2 separate regions of the Rattus norvegicus genome follow, and region 1 is linked to region 2. The links are chromatin contacts, called in public Hi-C maps. All regions are on one chromosome and are shown on one strand. Each heading gives the region's core, a stretch centred on a gene start, on an enhancer-like site or on the middle of the called end of the contact. The rest is flanking DNA. Distances are from core to core; before and after follow the strand shown.

Evidence for each region. Hi-C and Micro-C count contacts between places; a contact is called where the count stands out from the background.
Region 1: a contact with region 2 is called in a Hi-C map of liver, with 7 times the contacts expected there. The contact joins the promoter of Fam168a here to the promoter of Ppme1 in region 2. A contact is called at or near these places in 2 of 12 Hi-C or Micro-C datasets (both in liver).

Annotation. Positions count from the first base shown.
Region 1 is chr1:164,466,456-164,472,458 of GRCr8, reverse strand. Fam168a (family with sequence similarity 168, member A) reads right to left here and starts at 3,012. Exons shown (of 9, transcript NM_001108494.1): 1 at 2,801-3,012.
Region 2 is chr1:164,125,571-164,131,644 of GRCr8, reverse strand. It overlaps Ppme1 (protein phosphatase methylesterase 1), which reads left to right and starts at 4,425. Exons shown (of 14, transcript NM_001191838.1): 1 at 4,425-4,670. The coding sequence starts at 4,570. C2cd3 (C2 domain containing 3 centriole elongation regulator) reads right to left here and starts at 3,951. Exons shown (of 33, transcript NM_001191602.1): 1 at 3,897-3,951; 2 at 1,811-2,080. The coding sequence starts at 3,951.

The sequences.
Region 1 (6,003 bases), core at 1,763-4,262, 340 kb before region 2:
ACCCGTTCTCTACTTTTTACCAGTGTCTGCTTCACAACTGCCCAGGTAAACCATGACTATTGGAAAAATAAATCCACCCAAACAGCTCTCCCACCTGATTTCTTATTTTGAGATTTCAAAATCCAGGACTTTACCATGACCAGCCCATGTCCAGAGCATGCCTGCAAATTCACAAAAGCAAGGTCTGGACCCCAGAGTAAAGTTATGAGGAGAAAGGCCCTCATTGGCTAGATTACACTCTCAATGAATTACAGGTAACTGCTCAAGCTTGAATTTATTTGGTTTTTCTTGTTGTTGTTGTTGTTTGTTTTCAGTTTACATTTGGTTTGGTTTGATTAGAATATAGAAAGCGTCCTTTAAAAAAAAGGGACATTTCCAATTCCAAGGATAAGTCCACCCTCTAAATGGGTATTTTTATGTGTTAAGCTATGAAAACCAAGGAAAATGCTTTGTTTTCTAGCTGAACACTAGAACTTTAACAGAAAAAAAAATTTTTTTTAATTCCCATTGATATCAATTTTATCTTCTTTCCATTTCTCCTCACTTTTTCCCTAGACTATGCTCTAATCAACAGCCACTTCAAGTTTAGCATATCACAGTTAATGCAATTAAATCCGAAAGCTGTTTCCCTAAAGATGTTCCCTCTCTTCACATTCCTCTGGGCCTTCCAACCACAAGCATAAACTCGTCTCTAAGCTTCAAATCAAATTTCTGATGAATAGATGGGAGTTATTCTCTTGTAGTGAATGCAATGTGTCTACATCAACAGCATCCCCTTAACAATAAAATATGGCTGTGTATTAGACTTCATTTATTCACACCTGACAGAATTCTGATCACTTGAATTTCTTTAGAAGAAAATTCAATCTATAGAAACAGCCCAATTATTTTAAATCCTATCATGTAATGTCAAGAGAATCAAATGAAAAATTCCATCAGTACCAAACCATCTCACCAAAGAATGAATATTTATTACATTTCCATAGTTCCTGTCTTCTCTCTGTTTACATAAAGCGGCAGTGCCAAGACTCATCTCAGGATTATTAGCCAGCAATACAATGATGGGCCCAAATGCCTTGCAAACCAGGACACCAATAAATGGAGTCTTCAAGCAATCAATTTTATTGGGGGGAGGTGGGGCTTGCTAACCTCTTTCTGCACACACATACCTTGCCTGCCTAGAAAATAAATTCAGTCTTCCTATTCGTTAATCACTTCTCAAGCAAGAAGGCACCCTTAACAACCTCAAGTTCATCAGAGTCCTTTTAAATTCCGAATTCTAGGACTAGTTTCAGTGTACCAAGGGGGGGGGGGGGAGGAGAAAGCAGAGACAGTTTCACCTTCTCCCACCTTTCCTTTAAGAGTGGATCTCCCCTCTAACCCCCAACTTTCCCTTTTAGACATAGGAACTGCAAGACTCCCCACTCTCCTTTAATTCTACCTTAAATGGTTCTCTCAAAACTTTACCCTGGGGGCTGCTATTTCCAGACAATTCCAACATAAAACAAAAAGGTCAAACTGACAGCATAAGATATCCTCTAGGAGAATCTTTAATGTTCCTTCTCTGTCCCCGGTGAAGACCCTTCTAATGGCCTTGTTATTGTCTCTCACCACAGCAGCCCGATGTAAATGTTCTAACCCCTAAACCTCTGGTGTGTCGAAGGACATCTTAGTCCTTCCTTTCCTAAATAAACCAACCCACTCCATGGGAGACATTAGGTCTCCCAGGCCTTAAATTTACCCTCTGCCACCTCACCGCAGGTAACCAGCTCATCACAGACATGACTTCTGCGAGACTGGTAGCGAGATACTATCCCTAACCCTGCTCCACACCTGCCACAGTTCTTCTAGTTGAGTCCAGCTGAGTAGTTTCACATACCCCCTACCTCCAACTTATGCTCAGGGGAGCCACCTTGCTCCCTCCAGAGACTCTAAACTCATCCTAAATCCTTCCCCACTGAGCCCTCATCCCCAATTTCAATCCCTGTCTTCCTGTTTGGGGCCCAACTTGCAATTCCCTCCCTCCTGTCAGCTTACCTCACCCATCTCCAGTAATTGGAAATCTCATCACTCCCAGCCCAAATTCAAACCTCCAGCAGCCTACCTCAAGAAAACCCCAAACAAATTCTACCTCTTCTGTTCTCTCCAAGCCCAAGCTATTTCTGTAAGTAGTCATAAATTCCACCATCCCCAGAAGACAACAGCCCACTTCAAGCTCGGGTCTCAACCCATGCCAAACCCCTCACCCCCAGCTCCTACCATCTCCATCTTCCTTCCCCAAGTCCCACCTTCCAAAATTAGCACTCCCCAGAGTCCCATCCAATGTTTATATCTCACTGGCATTGAAATCATCTCCTTAGCCCCCACCCCGTTCTGATCCCAAGCTGTCAACTGCTTCAGGCCAACCCCAAATCATCACCTTCATTCAGTCCCCTCCCCCATTAAAACACATCCCACTCCAATCTCACCTTCCACCTCGCCCCAAGACAATCCCAAATTCCACCTCGGTACCCCACACACCCATGCTCCTATCCCAGGTCTGGTTATCCCTCCATGTAAAGTCGTCCCCCCTCACCCATCCACCCCCCGCTACCCTCCCCTGACCTGCTGGTGTCCCACCCTCACCCCACCCCCAGCCCGCGTACGGACAAGTCTCCCCCACCAGCCCGCCGTTCCATCGCCACCTCGGTCCCCTCCCCCCAGCCGGCGCGGGGGCCCTACGGCCCCCACCCTCGTTCTCCCCGGCGCCACCAGCCCAGGCTCCACGGGAGCGGGCCGGGGGCCAAGGGGGTCTCCTCACCGGCGAGCTGCTGCAGACGAAAACCGCGGCGGCGGCAGCAGAAGCGGCGATGCCCTTGTCTTCTCTGAAGGCTACAGCGGCGACGCTCTCGTTCCCTCGTCCGTGTCCAGTAGGGTGGTGGATGGCGCGCAGGGACCGGAGCCTCCTCCTCCTTCTCTTCAGCTACTCGGATCTGAATCCTCTGCAGTAGCCGCGGAGAAACCCGACAGTGGGGGAAGGGGACGCTCGGTTGCAGGCAAGAGAGGAGGAGGCGGAGGGAGGGGGCGGGGGACCGCTGAGAAGGGCGGGGGAGGAGGAGTCGGCGCGCTGTCCCGACACGTCCCACAGCCTCAGAGCTCTTGGACTACAACTCCCGGTGTGCTCTGCTGCGGCCCTGCGCGGCCTGGATCTCCCAACCCTGCGCCGGTCCTGGACCGCACCCTCTTGGGTCACAGACAAGGGAATGAAGCCGACTCCCACGGGATTTTGTAAACTCAAAGACCTCTTAAGAGAGAAGTCGGATATTTCTGCAGCCTCATCTCCATGAAGTAAAACTCTCTACGTCTCCAACCTACACTTGCAACCCCTTCCGCCCGAGGGACTACACCTCCCAGCATGCCGCACACAGCTTCCCATTCCCTCCTTCCGGACCCCTCTCAGACACGGTACTACAGTTCCCAGGAGTGTGATCCTTGCGAAATGCTGGGACATGCAGTTCTCAGTCCTTCCTCCATGTTAAGAAAAAAGAAGTGAAAGGGAGAAAAGGGGGAAGGACTATTCCAACCCACTGAGCTTGGGCCTAGATTGGCTACCTCACCTGTAATTCTGTACTCTTCTCGCGATCTCCGTTTGTCACTGTCTCGCTAGAACTAATGCAGCAGCTGCTTCACTGGCATCCCTGAAAATCAGAGGACGATTCTCCAAATTGAATCTTCCTGTAAAAAGGACATTTGTTTACATTTACATTACTTAATAAGTATTTAATTTGCAAAGATGATCGAAATTTTTAGAAAACAATGCCCACGGTTATTATAGGAGGTTGTTGAATATGAGTTGAGGAGAATGTAGACATTCATCGATAGGGGGCTGATTTAATAAATAGTGATGCATACATTCAACGTAATGCTAAGCAGCCATTTAAAATGATGGTAAATATCTTTAGACATGAAAGGTTTTTCACAATTTCTTGTCATCTTGTCAGAGGGGCAAACTGATTGCAAAAACAGCATGATTAGACAGCTTCAATTTATTTGAAGTTCGAGAATATAAAAGCATAAGGATTTCAGGAAAGAGATTCTCCAAAATGTAACCAGCGACTATCTTTGAGAGAGGATAGTTAGGTTTCAAGTTTCCCTTATCTTTATATTGCCTGAATTGTTTAAGGAGCACACACCATTTTTTTAAAACCTGAAGAGCTATTTCATATACATATACATACGTATGTACATACATACATACATTTATTTCAAATACAACAACCTCTTGTTTTCCCACCTAGAAACTTTCCTTGGGTCTTCGTTGCCTGAACGGTGTTTCAGGACTGTGTGTCTACCATCCTGTAAACTAAATCTATCCCACCATTAAAACGATGGTGGTTATATACTGTATTAGTTACTTCTCTGATTACTAAGACAAAATACCTGACAAGAGCAACTTGAAGGAAGGGAGGAAGGAAGGAAGGAAGGAAGGAAGGAAGGAAGGAAGGAAGGAAGGAAGGAAGGAGGGAGGGAGGGAAGGAAGGAGGGAAGGAGGGAGGGAGGGGAAAAAGGGTTTATTGTGATGTACAGTTTCATCTTAGGGAAGATAAGTGTCCAAAAGAAACTGGGGACAAATGATTCTCTGTGGTGCCTGGCTATTAGCATACCAAAGAGCATGCTGGCCTCCATGCTCCCCTTTCCTGATCCCTCAGTATCACAAGAACCTGTTACAGACTCCATGCTGACATCCTGGCTCTTCTCACCCCACCCACTACCCTAAATTTCTTCAGTTCATGGGCTTCCCTCCCCCTCAGCCTCTCATTCTCCTATAACCCTAATATTTCTGATTTCTTGACCCTCCTTAGTAGGCTCTTTCTCTTTCTTTCCCTGCCCCACCTCATGGCCAAGTCCATTCTGCTGGCCATGTTCAGTTTACCTTTCCTTTCTGCTCCGGACTCTTCCAGACGCCTCTAGCTGAACTCTCCTTCATATCTACAATTAAAATCTTCCACTTAACCATACCATAGAGCCATCACGTCATCTGTTTATGCAGTACTGCAGCAGGAGCAGGTCACATGAGAGGGAGATGCTTGTTCTCAGAAAGCACCTTCTCCCTTTTATTCGGTCTAAGAACCCCATCCCATGAACTGCCCATATTCAGTGCGAGTCTTCCCTCAGACACGGGTAGAGATTTGGTTTTCCATAGTAATTCTAAATCCCATCAAATTGACAAGATTAACCATCACAGTTATAATCTGTTAAAAAACATAAAGTTAGCGAGGAACTCTCAATTTCTCTTCTCAAATTATCTCTTTGTGGGGGGCTTTCTCCCTCTGCTCCAGACAAAGTTTCACATAGCCCAAGTTGGACTGGAACTGGCTATATAACCAATGCTGGACTTGGAAGTCTGATCCGCTTTCCTCTCCTCTCCAGTGCTGGAAACACAGGCATGAACCGTGTACCCAGCTTTCTCTTTCTTCCTACTCATTCTCAAAACCAAAGCCAGAGTGATACCTTCCATAGAGCATACTTTAGACAAAATGATTTTCCTTATATCTTAATTCTTATCTTGGTGGTGGTTTCTAATCTGAGAGCCAGAGCATTGTGTTCAGGGTAATTGAAGATAAGGGAACAGAATTAAGATTAAAGGGTCTGTAACATTCTACCTCACAAACCATTGTCTGGGAATGAATAAAACATATTTGCATCTAAAAAAATGTTTTAATACAGGTGGTTGGTGGTGCATGCTTTTAATCCCAGCACTTGGTGGTAGACAAAAGCAGGCAGGTCTCTTGTTCAAGGACCAGCCTGGTCTACAGAGTGAATTCCATGTCTTTTTTTTTTTTTTTCTGGGCAGGGCTGGGGAGATGGCTCAACAGTCAAAGATACTAGCTAGGCATGCCTGACACCCAAGTTTAATTCCCAGAACCTACCACATAAAATGCCTGTGTGGAGGTGAGCATAGCCGTCATGCAACAAGATGGGAGGCAGCGATGGGAAATCACCCAGAAGCTCCTGAGCCCACCT
Region 2 (6,074 bases), core at 3,176-5,675:
TTTTGTTTTATCTGAACTCACTAGTTTGACCATTTCCTTCCACTCTGTCCTCTCTGTTTCATGTAATTCTATAAACTACTCCTTAGTCTACCTTTTGCATCTTGAGTGTGATATACAAGAAAAGGGTATAGAAAAGAACAATTGGATTCTGCCCACACACAGAATCAGAAATAGGCATACTTTTCCTAAGGTTTCAGATATACTATACATTCTTATGAAAGAATTACAGACCTCTTGGCTCTCCATTTTATTTTATTTTCTCTATGTCATTTACTTATTTGTTGGAGGGTACACTGCCACAGTGTACAAGTGGCCCTCAGAGGACTTCCTGTAGGAGTCACTTTTCTTTCTCTACCACGTGGGACCTTTGGCTCCCACTCTGGTGGCAAATGCCTTTACCCTCTAAGACACTTCACGGGCCCATTTTGGCTCTCTGTTTTCTAGAAAACATGTCATGGTTCTGTTGACAGCCAGCTCATCTCTTATAAGATTCACAATATCTGGATCCTGTTCAAAAATGCCGTCTTTCCTAACTAGAAAATGAAATTTGGGTATGGGCATATTATTTTGTGTTAGATTCCTTCAAATTACTGATGGGGAAATTAAAGCCCAGAAGATGAAATGGCTTCTCCAATGTAAAGTAGCAAGGGTAAAATAGGATTCTTGTTTCCTAATAACTTACAAGATCCCCCTGTATTGACAACCCAGAATAGTCAAAATTCTGAACGTATAGGGTAATCACACATTCACCCACCCTCTGTCTGGTATCATTTATTAATGTTTTGTGACAGTTCTTCTTTTCTCGACTAATCTTTACATGACTTCTTGGTAGGGACAATAACTTAAAACTTTATTACTTTGTGCCTTAAATAGTATCTATGCAGACCTTACACCTACAATGTAGCAGGCACTGGACCTATTACTTTACTTTTGTCCAATCAAGTTCCATGGTAATTCCTGATAAGGACATATTATTCTCCTTATAACAGGACATTGAGACTCTACTACTTTAAGAAACTAGACTGACATTGGTGGTGCACGTTTTAATTCCAACAACTGACAGGCAGAGGCAGGTGGATCTCTGAGAACCAGGCCAGGCCAGTCTACAGAGTGAGTTCCTGGACAGCCAAGAGCTATACAGAGAAACTCTGTCTCCAAACAACAACAACAACAACAAACAACAACAACAACAAACAACAACAAACAACAACAAACAACAACACCTCCTAGCATCACACAACAATCCAGGTCTGAATCTAGAGTTCAAATTTAACTGTTTAGACTTCAGTTGTGTTCTTTCAACTCAACCATGTTGCTTCTTCATGAAAATACCCAGAAGGTCAAAGGGCAGGTGTTTGAGCTCATATTACAGGTGAAGAAATAGGTCAGAAATGTAAAGTTACTTTCCTTAAATCCTATAGGTCCCACACCAACTTGAATCATATGATGTATAGTTACCTCATAGGATGTACAAACAAATGTATGACTGTTGATTCCTGTATTAAAAAGATACCTTTTTGTCCTTATTGACCTGCTAACCCTCTTCATTTGATGATTTAAGTGTTACAAGTAAAATACCATTTACCTTTTGATTTATCATCTTTCTGAAATCTGGTAAGATTCAAAGCTAATATTTTGAACCTAGCACTGAAAGGTGGTGGGAAATCTAAAGGTGTTGGTCTCTGTCCTTGACTGTGTTTCTCAGCAGGAAAGACAGTTTAATGGTGGTGTCTGTTTAAATAGACTGCTGACGGCAAGCATGTTTCAGATCAGGTTTACAGTTAAGACAACAAAACAAAAACAGTCATACCTGTTAGGTATGAGGTGAACTGCTTCGGGCCACAGCGAATAGCATAACGGGTAGTTGTTCTCACAGCTTTTGGCTCAGTCTGTAATGCGTCCCTGGGACAAAAGAGGGTTCCGTCCGATGTTTCTCCCCACCATCTCACTCGGACAAGTACAGAAGCAGGAGGCTTCGCAATCTTCCATACGACCTTGTTAATAGTAAGTTTGAGAAAGCATCGTAACTGTCCTTCAACCAGAGGTGGCAGGCTTGTAGATGGGGAAATGTCACTCAAACCTATGGAGGAATACAGCAAAATCTGTATTTAAAATCTGGTCTAACACAATTTGCTTTTTTTTTTCTTTTTCTTTGAGACATCTTACTAGGTAATCCTCGCTTGTCTGGAATTTACTTACTTAAAACAGGCTGGCCTCAAACTCAAGAGATCCACCTGCCTCTTCCTCCTGAGAGCTGGATAAGGTCTGTAGAGTGGAGAAAAGGTCTACCATAAAGCTCAGGGATAATTCGTTGAAATTCAAATGCATATGATATATGGACTGCGCCTTACTTAGGAGCACCCTATATACTCTCTGAATGAAAAATAAATCTTCAGAGAAAGCTTTTCCTAACTGTTCTAATACTGAGAAGTAACTAAAAAAACAGGCCATAGAATAACCCTACTTGGTCACTTATGTTAATCCAAACTTTTCTTTAATTGAAAGATACTATTTGAAAAGCATAAAGACAATAAAACAAGTGGACAGATTTTTAAACCTCAGTAGTTGGAAGTTTTGTTAACTGTTGCAAATCCATAGTTCACCACAGTCAAGATACATTGTCATGGGGGAGGGACTCTGTCAGCGGAAGATGGGGGGCAGCAATTGGGATGTAAAGTGAATAAATAAATAAAATAATGGAGAAGATACATTATTTTTAATCTCACTTTTTTTTTTTTTTGTTCTGTTTGTTTTGAGTCAGGGTTTCTCAATGTAACAAGCTCTGGTGTCCTGGACTTGATTTGTAACTCAGGCTGGCCTTGAATTCAGAGATCTGCCTGCCTTTGCCTCCCGACTACTGGGTTTAAAGGTGTGCGCCATCACAGCTGCCTCTTCATCTCACTCTTAAATTGTCTTTGCTGCCAAGATCATACAGTCAAGGACAGAGACTAACATTTTTAGATTTGTTGCTATTTTTGGTTCTGGGTTCATAATATTAACTTTAAATCTTACTAGATTTCAGAAGGATGATGAGTTAAATGTAGAAGAAGCGATCAGTTACAACCCTGGCTTTCCTTTCAATCAGTACCCTTTCTGAAAGATTTAGAGAATGCTTAAAAACAAAAACAAAAACAAAAACAAAAACAAAACAAAACAAAAAACCGAGAGACTACTGCAAGAGATCAAGTTTAAGGCCAGCCTGGGGTCCATCAGGCCCCCTGTCTGGTCACTTAAAAGAGCTGGAAAACTAAGAGGATTTAGTTTGGATTCAAGTCATTCTAAGTAAGGTGCAGTCCATATGTGCAAATACGTTTGAATTTCAACGAGTTATCCCTGAGCTTTATGGTAGATCTTTTCTCCACTCTACAGTACACAAATTGTTTCAGTTGAAAGAGCTATTTGTATTGGTTCCTGACTAGATTTTAGTATATTCTAATGAAGCACAATCACGTCCCAAGAAAAAAGTCAGAGAAATAGAAAGGTATATACAGAAATGGTTTTGTTTGCTTTTTGAGTCAACTTGGGTTACTGATTTCACGGTGTCCTCTACCATACACCCTTTCATCATCTAAGGTTCTTCGGGACATAGTTATGCCCTTTCCTCCTACTCCGAATTCCTCTAACACACAGACATTTATCCTTGTCGTAAAAAGAACACATTTAATTTTGTTGTTTTCCTATATGTTATCTATTAATCCTCACTTTGCCTCATTTTATCGACCCACAGGCGCTACCTCCTTTCCGATCTTTAAAAAAAAATTCTCTCTTAACTTTCTGGTTCCCTGGTTATTCTCTCTTCAGTCCTCTTTTGTTTTGTTTAGCCAGAGCAGGTGGAAGTCTCCTTAGAATTCCTTAGCCCTTTTATGCTTTCCTCAAGCTTAGACAGATAAAGTTACCTCGCTTCTTGCGCCCACGGCCGCCCCCAGGCACTTGGCCTTTCCGTTGTTTCATGTCGAGCCTGGGCCCTTCGTCACCAATTCAACGCTGGTGCTAGCTCCTAAGCTGTACGCTCCCGCCATCCCTTCCCACGGCGCCTGCGTTCCCCGGCAACGGGCGCCGCTGGGAAGCCTGGGACGCAGGAAGAAACACTCTTCCTCCAACAGTTCCCGGAAAGCTGTGCCAAAAGAAGGCGCCAATAAGAGTCCCTGCAAATGGACTGCAACACCCATGATGCTTTGCTTTCCTACCTTTGCGAGGTTGGACCAGGACACCTGCAGCTGCGCAAGCGCAAATTGATACACTATTTGAGGACTTCATTGTCCAGCATGCATTGCCTTTAAGAGGACTCTTCCCGCTAGGGTTGTCGAGTTCTCTGATAGGAGTCTGAGGGATCCGCAGACTCCGTTACCCAGTTTCCTTTGTGCGAAGGCTGTTGCGCACTTCCGGTGGAAGCGCTGAGGCGAGAGGGCGGGGTTTGCTGAGCCAGTGGGCGGTAGGCGGCGCTGCCGGTGGCTGGTTGCTGTCCAAAGGCGACTGGGCGTCGTTAGAGGAGTGAGCTGTGACCGGTTGTACCGCACGTATCGTGGGACGGACCTTGGGCCACTGTTTTCGACGTGAGGCCTCCCTTTGATGTCGGCCCTTGAAAAAAGCATGCACCTCGGCCGCTTACCTTCTCGCCCTCCTCTACCCGGCAGCGGGGGCAGTCAGAGCGGAGCCAAGATGCGGATGGGGTACGTGACTTGTACCTCTCTCCCAGGAGGCCAGGCCCAGGCCATTGGAGATTGGTGTCTGGGCATTCAGAGTGCCACGGGAAGGGACGCTGTGAATTGGAGGAAATGCTGGCCTTGGCCTGGAGATGTTTAGATAGAGTAGAAGGTAGATTCGGGGACTAGGTGAGGCGCTAAGGGAATAGTCTACCAGAGGACTGGTAACATTGTTGGAGAAAGATGGGGAATAAGGACAAGGTTGAGAAAGATGAAAGGTTAATTTAAGGGATGACGGGAATCAACTCTAGAAGTGATGACTCTGGGAGAAAGTGGATCAGTGAGATGAGGAGAAATGTGCCATACATAGTTAAGGGGAATAGGGAATGACTGAGAGAAAAGTTGAAGGGAATTGGTGGATCAAGTAAGTTAGCCAGGAGTAAGAAGGCTTTCTTTCACCTGCGGGGTATAGGAAACATCTCAGGCAAAGACTAGAGAGTAGAAGGTTCTAGAGAAAGTTTCCAGAAGTGTAAGAGTTCAGAGGATGAGGAGGTGAACTAGAAAGCTCGGGGAATAGGCCTAAGGAAACATGACTAGGAGACTGTTAAAGGGAGTGAACCAAGAGGCTGGAGACATAGGTGGGGTGTGATGAGGAAGACAGCTGAATTTGGAACAGTAACCATTGATATCCAGAGACTGAGAAGTAAATAGGAATAGGTTTGTTAAATGGAAGCACTGGAGAGGTAAAATCTGGAAGATAAAAGAAGATTTGGTCAATCATTTTGTTTTGTTTTGCCAAGCAAATGGGACTTGAAGGGGAAACTATTGGTCTAAGAATTAGAGTTAGTGAAACACTGGGAGTGGCCACTTAATAATAAATTGGGGGGTAAAGAGCTTGCTGGAAAGGAAGTAGGGCTCAGGTGTATCTGTGCTTCTGTGTGGGCTAGAAACATTTATTCATTTTTGTGGTATTGAGACTGGAACCCAGAACTAGACAAATGCCACATCACTGTGCTACACTCCCAATTTATCAGCTGAGCTAATGAAAGAAACTTTGGAAATTTAGACCCTGACAGGCTTGTGTCAAGTTATAGGATACTTGGCTGCTGGAGAAAGTGCGATAGTTGAACACACTAGTAAGAGTTGCTGGGAAGCAGAGAGGATTGGATAGTCACTGGCCTATTTGGAGGACTGCTGTAAAGAAAAAAGAGGTCTGGTATATTTGGGATTCGAGGGGGAAGCTGGTAGATATTCCTGGGGAGAAGACTACCAAACAGATACATTCAGTTCCAAAGTAGTAGTATGTCCACAGACTGACCAAAAGGCAAGAAAAGATGGACGCAGTTCTGTAAAGGCTGAGTATAAGAGGTGATGGAGAATTCTGCTTATTAAAATGGTTGGAAAAGTCAGAATCCAAGAGATTTTGACCTA